Linked DNA regions of Mus musculus: all the other regions are linked to region 2. The links are chromatin contacts, called in public HiChIP or PLAC-seq maps. All regions are on one chromosome and are shown on one strand. The core of a region is the stretch at or near the end of the contact, and the rest is flanking DNA. Distances in the headings are between cores, read along the strand shown. Region 1 holds the start of Hnrnpl (heterogeneous nuclear ribonucleoprotein L). Region 2 holds the start of Yif1b (Yip1 interacting factor homolog B (S. cerevisiae)). Region 3 holds the start of Actn4 (actinin alpha 4).

What was found. HiChIP or PLAC-seq counts read pairs in DNA pulled down with a chosen protein or histone mark.
Region 1: a FOXA1 HiChIP or PLAC-seq map of pancreatic cancer cells shows a contact between it and region 2. The contact joins the promoter of Hnrnpl here to the promoter of Yif1b in region 2. A contact is called at or near these places in 7 of 39 promoter capture datasets (the C10 cell line, cranial neural crest, erythroid cells and 4 more), 1 of 484 Hi-C or Micro-C datasets (embryonic stem cells), 2 of 115 datasets of contacts at active chromatin or transcription factors (memory CD8 T cells and pancreatic cancer cells) and 1 of 9 other capture datasets (embryonic stem cells).
Region 3: a FOXA1 HiChIP or PLAC-seq map of pancreatic cancer cells shows a contact between it and region 2. The contact joins the promoter of Actn4 here to the promoter of Yif1b in region 2. A contact is called at or near these places in 4 of 39 promoter capture datasets (the SN4741 cell line, erythroid cells, macrophages and 1 more), 7 of 484 Hi-C or Micro-C datasets (CD4 T cells, CD8 T cells, the HPC-7 cell line and 3 more), 5 of 115 datasets of contacts at active chromatin or transcription factors (effector CD8 T cells, embryonic stem cells, large pre-B cells and 2 more) and 2 of 9 other capture datasets (adipose tissue and liver).

What each region holds. Positions count from the first base shown.
Region 1 is chr7:28,808,365-28,812,256 of GRCm38.p6, forward strand. Hnrnpl (heterogeneous nuclear ribonucleoprotein L) reads left to right here and starts at 2,526. Exons shown (of 13, transcript NM_177301.5): 1 at 2,526-2,804. The coding sequence starts at 2,547.
Region 2 is chr7:29,237,016-29,241,250 of GRCm38.p6, forward strand. Yif1b (Yip1 interacting factor homolog B (S. cerevisiae)) reads left to right here and starts at 1,308. Exons shown (of 8, transcript NM_001110201.1): 1 at 1,308-1,421. The coding sequence starts at 1,376.
Region 3 is chr7:28,959,603-28,963,963 of GRCm38.p6, forward strand. It overlaps Actn4 (actinin alpha 4), which reads right to left and starts at 2,730. Exons shown (of 21, transcript NM_021895.3): 1 at 2,417-2,730. The coding sequence starts at 2,581.

The DNA.
Region 1 (3,892 bases), core at 1,276-3,775, 430 kb before region 2:
ACTCCCTGCCTCAGCTGCACAGCTGAGCCTGGTGTGGGGCATAACCCCTGTGCTTAACCACGGTTCTCTAGCGTTCTCTGATAGGCACACAGACATCACCCAGTATCAGTTTCGACATCAGACACTTAGCAGCTGTGGCATCTTAGGTCCTCGAGCCTGCTTACCCATCTGTACAACAAACATGTCTACATTTATCTTCCAAACACTCGGCAAATGGAGAAAACTGCCACGTAAACCGCAAGCGACTGGAGGACTTATTTTCCTGGCTAGGGTGGAAAGTGGGACAGAGGGTGAGCAAGAATGCGGAGCTCAAACAACACAGCCGCTCAACGTTCTTCCCATTCCGTTCCAGACTCGGTTATCTTCCTCAGTGCCCCCTTTCCCCCAGTGAAAAGAGGTCGTGGTCCCTTTAAGGTCCGCCCCTCCCTCCCCCAAAACTTCCCAGTGTCTGCTCTTTTCGATCCCGGACGGCCGGCCAAGCTCGCCGCCGAGCTGGTAGGGGACAGGGCCAAGGGGTCGGGGAGGGATGTGGGGGCGTGGGGGGACCTGCGGGACGCACGTCGCTGCGCCGGCGGGAGGGCGGGGGACAGGCTGCGGGAGCAGCGGGCACGGGCGTGGGCACCAGTAGCTGCCCCAGGCGTGAGTAGTCTACGAGCCGCTTGCACCGTACAGGGTTTAGCCTAGTGCGGACAGCACGCCCGAATGAGGGGCATACGGGACCCGCGCGGGGGAGGATAGGAGACCTCCCGTTCCCCTCCCCCACTACCGTCTCTGACGTAGACGCGGGACCCCGCCCTTCTGCGGGAGCGCCGCCTCCCCGCCCCCCGTGCGTCACCTGCTACGCCTTGGCGGCGTACCCCATGTTGGGAGGGCCTTCTTTGGAGTGTCTGTGTCCAGTGAAATGGCTGGAGATCCATTTATATCCTCACCAGCCTCCACCGCTTCCAAACTTTTTTAATTAGGAGAATCCCTTTGTATCCCAGGGTAGCCCTGAACTCAAGGCAATCCTGCCTCCAGAGCGCTGCATTACAGGCTTGCAACCACTACGCCATGCTTAAAACTTATCCCAACACCCGGGGTTCTGTTCTCTGAGCCTTTACTCACATTTCAAACTTAGTACCAAGCGGATATCCGCTTTGGGAATGACCTGGTGGAAAGGTGTCACAGCACGTTTTGAAGCGGCCTGTGAGTCTTACACCGTCTCAAGACGTGTGTGTGTGTGTGTGTGTGTGTGTGCGCGCGCGCGCGTGCGTGTGGTGGGGGTGGGGGTAGATACGCGCCTTGTCTGTGCTAGGCAAGCGTTCCATTGCTGAGCTACATCCCAGAGTCTTCTTGACTCCCTAGTTTCCCCATAAAGCCTCTGGACGGGTCTGTGGTCGGGATCCGGATCCTCCGTCAGTACGTTCCCTGTCTGCTTGCTCCCCGGCGGGCACTTGTCGGCGTTGCAGCTCTCGGGCTTCGCAGGACCCTGGGAGGAGACAATCGCTTCAGAGCAGTCTCCAAGTAGCGAGTCTAAGCCACAGAGCACTCTGGAGGACGCAGGGTGCTCAGTTGCCAAGTGCGAACCGAGTTGAACTATAAAGATCTACCACCATGACTGAATTTAGAGTGAAATGACGGTGCCTGCCAGGGTCCAAAGTCACATGGCAATCAATGAGTGTTTTATTAGTGAGAAGTGCTCAGATTTGAAGGTTCTTTTAAAAATAATAACCTCCAGCTTAGGATAGGGTAGAGGTGAAGTAAACGTTCTAATGGGTTATAGCTGCTGCAAATTGTTGTCTTGCTCTAGACTTCCGGAGCTTGCAAACAACAGACGCGCGAAAGACCGTTCGGGTACTCGAGTAGTTGTATCCCTTAAAGTCACCTCTTCTATTGAAGCCCCCCCCCCCCCCCAAAAGTACAGGAGCGCATGCGCTCTCTCGGGACCGGTTCCTAGATTGCGCCACAGAGAGCCTACGGGCTCTCCTTTTTCACCAATCAGAAGCTATCAGTCGTCCTATACCATCTGGCAATAGGGCATTCTTTCCACTCTTCATTGACCAATCGAGTGTTGACGTACGAGACGGGCACCTGGGGGAACAATTGTAGGAACACAGAAGGGAAGGCCTTTCTTGTATCCCAGCGGAGTGGCGCGGGAAGATGGTCGTTGTGACTGGGAAACGCAAGGATTTCAGAGTGACCGATTAGCTAGGAAACCAATGAGAGCGGGAAGGAGGCGGAGCTTCGGAGGCCCACTTCCATTTACTGTTTGTGGGAAGGCGGAGCGATCCCAAAAATCTGGCCTATTAAATCAGAGTTTATTTTAAGGAGGTGGGGCCTGGCGGAATGACTGGCAAGAAGCGTTCACCTATAAGGAGTGCGATTGGCGAACAGAGGCGGTCTTTCCAATAGAACGGCATGCGTCCTATCCAATAGAAATGAACCGTGAGGAAACTTCCCCTCCCCCCAAGATAGGGCCAGTGGCTCCCCCTATCGGGTGGGGGCGGCGAGTGACGGGCGTGTCCCTCCCCCAATGAGAGGCGGGGGGAGGCGGGTTCTGCGCCGCCATGTCGCGGAGGCTGCTGCCCCGGGCGGAGAAGCGGCGTCGGCGGCTCGAGCAGAGGCAGCAGCCGGACGAGCAGCTGAGGCGGGCGGGAGCGATGGTGAAGATGGCGGCTGCGGGCGGCGGAGGTGGCGGTGGTCGCTATTACGGCGGCGGCAACGAGGGAGGCCGAGCCCCTAAACGGCTGAAGACTGAAAACGCCGGCGACCAGCACGGAGGCGGCGGCGGCGGAGGCTCCGGGGCGGCGGGCGGCGGCGGCGGGGTGAGGCTGGGGCTTTAGACTCCCGGAAGGAAGGGGAAATTTCGTACTTTAAAAAGCTATTTATTTTTCACAGGGGGGAAAAATCTCTGCGCAGGCGCTGCAGCCCTCGCGCTTTTTTGGTGGGTGGGGGAGGGGCAGGCGTTGGGCAAACGGCGGGGTTTGCGCGAGGACAGGCGCTTGCGCGTGCGCACAATCCGAAGCGGGGCTTGAGGGGGCGGAGGAAGCGGCTGGCTCTGCAGGCACCGCACTGCGCAGGCGCCGCGGGCCGGCATGTGGGGGGCCTAGGCACGCGGTCGGGCCGTTTTTTTTTTTTCTCCTCACTTCTTTATCTTTTTTTTTTTCCTCTTCTTTCCGTGTCCCTATGCGCAAGCGCGTTTCTACAACCACAGCCAGCGAGCGGGAAGCGGGTGGGCGGTGGCCTGACCGAGTCGCCCCGTCGCAGTTTTAATCATGGTCGTTTCCATATAGAAGTTCACTTGATGAAATTATAAAATTATAATGCCCAGATTAAACTGTTTAACTTCTTTTACTGTGTGCATTGAAAAACGGAAGACGATTTGTGAAAGGCAGATTTAACTTTGGGAATTGAGCCAAGCTTAGAAATTATCACTCGATTTGCTTAGGGCTCCAGGATTGGGGCATTTATAAACTAAACTGTATTATGGTCCTGTGGCTATGCATAGAGTCTTTCAGCCTATTTAGTCTTCTGAAGGTCACAATTATGGTGTCTGGGTTAGGATGCAGTTTGCATTCCTTTTAAAAGTTTATTATTAAAGTCCTTCCGGTGGGCACGGAGTCACAGGCCTTTAATCTCTTTGGTTTGAGGCCAGCCTCTTATGCATAGTTAATTCCAGGACAGACAAGGCTGTGAGACTTATCAAAAAGCCAAACAAACAGTGCCCTCTTGATGAGGCTGCTGCTCATGCATTTATCAGCTTCTCCCTGTTGTTACAGTGTTAGGTTTCTCAAGGATTTGGAAGACATTTTAGTTGAGTCTGGTAAGTTAACTGCCAAGCTAGACAACGGGAGCCCATGAGGTGGAAGGAGAGAACAGACTCCAAAAGGTTGTTCTCCGAACATCTCATGGG
Region 2 (4,235 bases), core at 58-2,557:
AAGAGACACTGAGGGACACACAGGAGGAAGTTAGTTTTCAGGGTTCTATGCTCAAAGTTGTGCTTGTGTGCATTCAACTGTGAGGGCTGTATGCACCTCTGGTGGACAGAAAGCTTGAAGGAAAAGAGCCATGTGAGAACATTTTTATGAACTTCTGGGAAATTGCCTAAAGGTACCTTCGAAGAAAGTTACCAGTTCTTCTGAACTAATATGCTGAGGGCCTCTTTTTCAATCTTTTTTTTTTTTTTAAAGATTTTATTTATAGTAAGTACACTGTAGCTATCTTCAGACACACCAGAAGAGGGAGTCAGATCTTGTTACGGATGGTTGTGAGCCACCATGTGGTTGCTGGGATTTGAACTCTGGACCTTCGGAAGAGCAGTCAGGTGCTCTTACCCACTGAGCCATCTCACCAGCCCCAATCTTTTTTTTTTTTTTTTTTTGTAAGACTAGAGCTCACTATGTTCAAAGCCAGTACTCGTGACTTTTTTTTTTAAAGATTTATTTATTATGATACATAAGTACACTGTAGCTGACTTCAAACGCAGCAGAAGAGGGCGTCAGATCTCATTACAGTTGGTTGTGAGCCACCATGTGGTTGCTGGGATTTGAACTCAGGACCTTTGGAAGGACAGTCAGTGCTCTTACCCGCTGAGCCATCTCACCAGCCCACTCATGACTTTCTTTTTCAGCTTCCTCAGTATTGGGAATACAGAAGTGATCCACTAAGCTAAACTTTGTTTCTCAGCCTAAATGGGCCCTGGTGCCGCATTCCTTTAATCCTGAGCCAGACAGATCTCTGTGAGTTCCAGGCCAGCCTGGTCTACAGAGTGAGTTCCAAATCAGCTAAGGCTACACAGAGAAACCCTGTCTCGAAAAAAACCAACCAACCAACCAAATAAATAAATAAATAAATAATAAAAATGAGTGCTGCGTCTGTGTAAACGATAGATGAGCCGGCATAACTGCAATAATCCATCATTCTCCCCGCCTTTCACGCTTCTTCAGCCTCCCTGTGCTCTCAGTTAACTAAATCGAGTGCCTGCCTGTAAAGAACTACATTTTCCGTCGACTTCGGGCTCAACAATAGGAACGTTTCCTTCCTGCCTGAAGTCTTCTCCTCCTAGATCGCACCAAGCTCCGCCCTGCTGCCGCTAAGGTACGGCCTCTTCCCTTACGTCATTGGCCTCAGTTCCCGCCTCTTATGTAAGCCGACGCCCACTCAACCAGGCTGCACCCCCTCCAGAGGGTGTGGCTTTCTTGCGCTATCGTGAGACCTATTGGGTCTCTCGATACTACTGGGGCGTGGCTACGGGAACCGGGCGGGCCCATTCCAAACTGCGGCTGTGGCGTTCTCGGCCGTGGCATCTAAAGCATGCACGCGACAGGTTTGGCGGCGCCGGCGGGGACGCCCCGGCTGCGTAAGTGGCGTACGTGGCTGGCTGAGGAGATCGGGCGGGCGAGGGGTGTGGCGGGGCCGTCGCGGCGGTTGGCGAGGTCACTCCAGGTCGGACGGAGGTCACGAGATCCCGGACCTGGAGTTTCTAGGTGTGCACAGCCCAGGGATGCCAAGTCCGGGTAGGGGGCGCATCGCGGGTAGGTTCTTTAAAAAAAATTCCTTTAAAAGAAAGCAAGTTGGAGGAAAATGTAGTGCGGTGTTCAGAGAAACGCTACTTCCATTCATTTGCAGTCAGCGATTTGACCTCCTGTGCTACCCACCTTTCCGAGACTCTTCAGTGCTTAGGAACTGTCACCCACGCTCCACAGTACGGCCCCTGGGCACTCCCTGTGCGGACAGGGCCATATTTACATCCCATTTAAGAACACAACCAGTACTTATTGTCCTGCTAACCTCCTTTTTCCAGCTTCGTTAACCTCTTTTCCCAGATGTAAATTTGAATTCCTCTTGGTCTCTCAATATCTATGTCCTGTTTGTTTCATTTATTCATCTAACATAACTTGCTCCTGTGAACCCTGTGCCAGGCCCTGGGCTGGAATTTGGGTACACACTAGTAACCACCAAAGCCCTGGTCCTTGCTTTCTTACAGCTAGAGTTCAGGAGGAAGATAGACACTTTCCAAGGAAGGAAACTTGTCGGTCAACTAGAGTAGTAAGAACCAGTGTGTGTGGTGTGTGTGTGTGTGTGTGTGTGTGTGTGTGTGTAGTCCTGATTGTGACTAGGGTTTGAGGAGGCTCCATTTACCCCTTCACTCCTTAGTGTCTGGCCGGCCTGTGATATGTGACCAGCTAGCATTTATTCCTGTCATAAAGCTGCCAGTACAGAGCAATGGAACTGCTGTGATAGAAGCATGGGGGAGGGTTCATGGTGCACACCTGTAACCCTAGCACTTGGGAGTCGACTTTGAATGCCTGCCTGGGCAACATGTGTTTAAAGTAAACAGTGTGAGAAGTCAGGGGTGGATTCCCAGAGATGGCTCCAGTAAGGGCACTTGCCACCAAGCCTGACTACCTGAGATGGATCTATGGTGGACGGACACACACACACACACAAAGATGAGTTAGTTCCTTTTAATAGAGTGCTGGACAGATGATGTAGAGTGCACAGGCAGATAGGTTGGGGCTGGGATGGAGATGTGGAACTCAGTTGTTGACTGGAAGTATCCTTGAGTCCTTGAAGAGGGCATGCCTAATGATGAAAGACCTAAGGGATTCCTGGAGAGAAAGGCTGTGCCAACAAGATACACAATTGAGTTGATGCTGAGGAGGGAAATCAGGAGCCTGGCCATTATGAGAAGCGACAGTGAGGGAGAACATTTGAGCAGAGTCCCTAGTGTGGCGCAGCAGGCTCCTGGAGGAGGATGGTTCTAGGTTGATAGTACTGTGTGTTAAGGCAAGGGGTTTGTCTACGTTGGGACCTGAGAGACCTTGGGGCCAGGGGTGCTGACAGGGCTGAGGAGGTGTTAGAATTCGATTCTCAGCATGGTGGCCCTTGATCTTGGGCAGAGGATGAAAAGGGACCATGCAGGTGATGCACCTGGGGGGCACTTGGAATTCAGGCACTAGTAAGGCAAGGGCTAGAGGGTTATCCATGAGTTCAAAGCCAGCCTGGGTTACAGAGTGAGTCCCAGGACAGCAAGAGCTGCATAGTGAGGACTTGTTAACAAAACAAAAACAAGCTGGTCAGTGGTGACACACACCTTTAATCCCAGTACTCGGGAGGCAGAGGCAGGCGGATTTCTGAGTTCGAGGCCAGCCTGGTCTACAAAGTGAGTTCCAGGACAGCCAGGGCTACACAGAGAAACCCTGTCTCGAAAAACCAAAACCAAAAAGATAAATGTATCAGAGGATCACAGGGCCAAGATGGGTGGTACAAGCCTGAGATGCCAGCCGCTTGGGAGGGAGAGGCAGGATCTCCGGTTCTAAGCAGCTTCCTTCCCAGGTAGCTATGCCTGGCGAACTTAGTAAGACCCTAGTTTTGGTTTTTGGTTTGGTTTGGATGGTTGGTTTTTCTTTTGAGACAGGTTCCTACTGTGTAGCCCTGGCTGTCCTGGAGGTCACTATGTAGACCAGGTTGCTCTCGAACCTATAGAGATCTACCCACCTCTGTCTCCTTAATGTTGGGATCAAAGACATGCACCACCACACCCCAGCGAGACCCTGTCTGTAAAGTAAAAGGGCTGGAGATGCAGCTAAGTGTTAGAGTTTCTGCTTAATGTGCACAAGGCCCTGGTTTCCAGTGCTCAGTACTTAAAAAAATATCTCTGGCTACCCACTGGAGACTTCCTTCAATGGGGCTAAGAGTGGGGCCAGGCACCTGGTGTGGTGACGGCACACACCTAAGATGCTTGCACTCCAGAAAACCAAGAGTTTGAGGGCAGCCTGAGCTACATAGCAAAGCCCTGACTCAAGAGCCAGAAGGAAAAAGAAGAATAGGTGGGACACGTGAATCCAATAGGCAGTGGTGGGGACGAAAGGGAAGGTGAGGCACTGTGGGAGGCTGAGGGCTGGTTGGCTGGATGTCAGAGGGGAGCAGGTGGGCAGAAAGGTGAGGCCCAGAGGCAGCCTGGCTGTGAGCGTGCACTCTGTGCGAGGAGGGCAAGAGTGGACAATCAGGTCACCCATTTCTGAGAGCTGGAAAGGATCCAGCCCAGAGAGTGACTGGGAACGCAGGAGCATTGGTCATCTTATCTGCTGCTAGGTCTTCAGCAGACAGAGCCTTACTGACAGAAGCACCAGCCAGACATTTCTGGGTGAGGCGCGTGAGGTGAGTCGGT
Region 3 (4,361 bases), core at 1,480-3,979, 280 kb before region 2:
GAAGTTGTTCTGGTACGTGGGATAAGGCCCAGTCATAAAACAAAACAGAAAAGTCCTAGCGATCCTGTTGGGGGTTTGGCTGAGAGCTCTTGTATGAGAGATAAAAAGCACTGGCTGGTATATTCCTTTCATAACTCCTAACCCCACGGCACCAGAGAGCTTAGTTATGCAGGACAGGGTGGAGAGGTGAAGCAATTCTTTTCTCCTAAAGAACAGCTAAGTGTAAATATTTGCTGGAGTAGGTTATAAAGCAAGCATACTAGAGCAGGGCCTTTTCAGAGCCGCTGAAGCAACGTTAGAGAACACTGTGAGCCATCCTGTTCTCAACCTTTCCTGGCTGGGAAGGAAGGGAACCAGGAAGGAGCAGGGGAAAGTGACACAGGCAGCCATGGGGATTCTGGTGAGTCCTGGTTCTGCCTAGGGTCTGAATGCACACCAACCTCACCACCCTAAAGAGAGGGGCTAAAAAAAAAGGAGGCACCAGAGGTTGGTATTTGTGAAAGGAGGATGACCCCTACTCCAGTTATCTAAGGAAAGGGGGGGGGGGGGGCACTGCACAGTTCCCTAAACATTAGAAAAGAAAGATCCAAGACATTCTCAAAGCGGACGCTGTGACCCGTTTCCTTCCAACTTTCCAAGTCTTTTGGCAACTTTCAACCTTTTCCTCTCAAGGCCTCAGGCAATAAATAATTGTTGAGATCCAGACTAGATCTCCCCTGCCTTTCAAAATGCACTCATTCCCCAGCTACCACTCCTCAGCTATTTTACACACTGCAGACTTCCACCCCCCTAGTGACTGCAGACAGCATACAAGCTGACAGTCCGACTGGGCCACAGTTACACCAGGTCCCACCTCAGGCTTTCCAGGCACTGCAGCTTCTCCCACCATTGACCCTCCAGACTGGGTGACTGGACCCAGCCATATAGCAACTTCCCTGCCCCCCCCCGGGGGGGGGCATCTGGTAAATGTCATCAAACCGGCTCTCTCCCACACCCTCAGGGCCCCGCTCCCAACTCCCAAAGTCCCAACTCCACGCACATCCCGTCTGCAGAGTCACCAAAAGCACATTCCTGATCGCCCTGAGAGCAAGGGTCTTGTCCTGAAGTCACAGTGCCCATCAGTAAGTTACAAAAAAGTCTCAACCTCTAGAAAGCATGAAGTAGCTTCTAACTTCAATTTTAATTTCCCACTCTCCTCACACTCTTGCGAACCATCCCCCACATTCTCACCCACTCAACACACCCTTCTTTAGCTCTTTCTGCATACACTCACACCCTCTCTCCCATCACTCCTAGCTTCCCTCTCAACCACCCAACACATCTCCACTCCTGGCCTCCTACTCTGACCTCCACTCCATACTGTGGCTTCCCTTTAGCATCGCCCCCACACTCCTAAATACCATCAGGAAATACTATTTTAATACCCCTTCACCTACCCTCCCCATCAAAAGACACTACTCTCCCAGAACACTCATTTCTTCCTCACTCAATGAACCCCCAAGTCTTTTAATCAGGCATTCCTAATCAGACTTCCATTTTCCCAAACTAACCCCCTCCCATTATCCTCCATCCCTGCTCCTACTGTCTTCCACTATTCTCACTGTTGAACTATTTCCCCGTGAACCTGGAACCTTAACTGTTTCACTACCTCTCCCTTCTTCAAAGCACCCACACTCTTTTGGGTCTCCCCATCAATTCTAATTACGCCCCTATCCTTTTCTTTTTACAGCAAGGCGCCCTCAATAAATCTCACCCTCCTCACACAAACATCTTTTTTGTTCCTAGGCCCCTAACTTCTGTCCTGAACACCTACCTTCTCAGACCCCTAGTCCCATCAGACCATCTTAACACCTACTCACCACACACCCTAGCCCATGCAGGCCCCCCTCCCTGTCTCAGGATTCCACAATCCTCTCCTTAGTGCCCCCTTTTTACCTTTCCTGATTCTTCATCTCTTCTAGAACCACCCCCCAACACACACACACACACACACACACACACACTAAGGCTTCCTGCAATTCCAATCTCTTCTTCAGACTCTCTGCACTCCAGACTATCTCCTCCATACTAGGATTCCCAAACCAAATACTATCCAGGCTCACCAATTCCCTTCCTGGACCCCATTGCTTGCCTGGGCCCCATCAATGCTTCCTCTGATCCAACAATCTCGCCTTAAAACCTAGTTCCATTGCAACCTCCCGAATCATCATCTCGTTTGTCCCAGTTCCCCGTGTCTCCTACCTGGCCGCCACTTCCCCCCTCCCCCTCCAGATTCCCAATTGCTTCCTTAAGCTCTGTAATCCCTCTCCGGGACTGCAAACCCGTTCCCGAACCCGCCAATTGTCTCCCAGGACCCTCCTCCAGGCCTCCCCGCCACGCGCAGGACGCCACCCAGCCCGGGTCACGGGCCGCGCACCTTGCGCTGCTGCTTCTCCCAGGCCGGGTCCAACAGCAGGTCCCGGTCCCAGTCATCCTCCTGGGCCATGTAGTCGCCCATGCTTCCGCCGCCACCCGCGCCATTGCCGCCGCCGCTGTTCGGGCCGTACTGGTACGCCTGGTTCGCTGCGTGGTAGTCCACCATTCCGCCGCCTTTCGCTAGCCCGCCAGCCGGTCCGCTACCGCCTCAGCTCCCGCCCCTGTGCCGGAGGCTCCGACTCGGCCGCCGCTTCAGCTGCTTTCAGCCCGCCCAAGACTGACGCCTGCGCAGTTCACTTGCCGCGCCTGCGCACTGCGCTGCCGCCGCCGCCCTCCCGCGCGCGCGCACCTGAGGAGGCCCCGGGCTCTCGGCGCCGGCGCAGAACGCACCTCCGGCTGCCCGCCCAGCGTGGGAGCCCAGGCGCTTCTAGCGGGAACGCGCGCGTCACCCCGTGTGGGCGGGGCCCAAGTCATGAATGATTCATAAGGCGGGGCTCCTCATCCGGCTTTAACCTGTTTCGGGGTGGAATGTGTTCCCATTCAGCCATTCAGACATAATCAAGATTTATTTGGCTGCCTGCTATGTGTGAGACCGTGTTTTCTGCCTTGGCATTAAAGAAGTCAGGAAAAGTCCCCACCCTTTCGAAACTATATACTATAAACCTTGCACGATGGAACGTGGGATCTCTGTTCTCAGGCCGCAGAGACTGAACGACAGATAACATGTTGGAGCTTGGGTTACACAGGAAGACCAGTCTTAAATTAAATAAATAATCGAGCTTAAAACTGGGCATGGTGGGCCGGACAGTGTTGGCGCACGCCTTTCATCCCAGCACTTAGAGGCAGAAGCAGGTGGATTTCTGAGTTCGAGGCCAGCCTGGTCTACAGAGTGAGTTCCAAGACAGCCAGGGCTCCACAGAGAAACCCTGTCTCGAAACAAACAAGCAAACAAATAACTGGGCATGGTGACACATACCTTAGATCCCAACTGGAGGTGTGGACAGGAGGGTTCAAGGCCAGACTTACTTAGTACACAGCGAGTTTGAATCTAGTGTGGGCTACATGAGGACCCTGTCTTAAAAAAAGAAAAGAAAAGAAACTCTAGAATGGGCTGGATTTGTAAAGTCTTCTGGGAAAAGGGAAAAGGTAGATATTTAAAGAAACTCTTTCAAAGATACGTCGAGTTAGATTGGACTGGGATAGCTAGTTAGCAGGGAAGGCAAGGGGTCCTTTTGGACTTGTCTATCTTCATTCTCGCAGCAAATACTATGCACCTACTACATGCAGCCACTTTCCAACTACGGACAGCATGGTAAGCCAGGTCAGTTATCAAACGACTAACTTTGTAGGAGAGATGGGCAACAATAAGAATTATGGAAACCAGGCATGGTGGTGTATTAATCCCAGCACTCAGGAGGCAAAAGCAGGCAGAGCACTGAGTTTGAGGCCAGCCTGATAGACAGAGTGAGTTCTAGGATAGCCAGAAAAACCCAGTCTCAGAGGGGGAAGTGGGGGTAGGTAGAGGAGAAAAGAAACACACACGGAATAATAATAGTGCCTCATTGAAGGCCATCTGATAACCAGAGGGGCCATCTCCATCTTGAAAGGTGACTTCCTGCTTCCAGCTGCTCAGGAAACCTTAATCCTCCCTTATAGGGCTTCTTACAAAGAGGCAGCCAGCAGCCACCATTCCAAGCCTTCTTCCTGCCACCCCCACTCTTCTGCCTCCAGCCTTTGGGTTTGATTTCTTTGAAATTTACATGTATTTATTGTGTGGGTCAGGGGTGCCCATGTCATGTGTGCTGGTCAGAGCTCATCTGTGCTTCTACCACCTGGGGTCCTAGGGGTCAGACTCAGGTTGACCGGCTCGGTTGCAAACTCCTTAACAACTGAAGCATTTGGAGCTGTTGGTTTGGTTTTGTTTGAAACAGGGCCTGAGCTGGGCA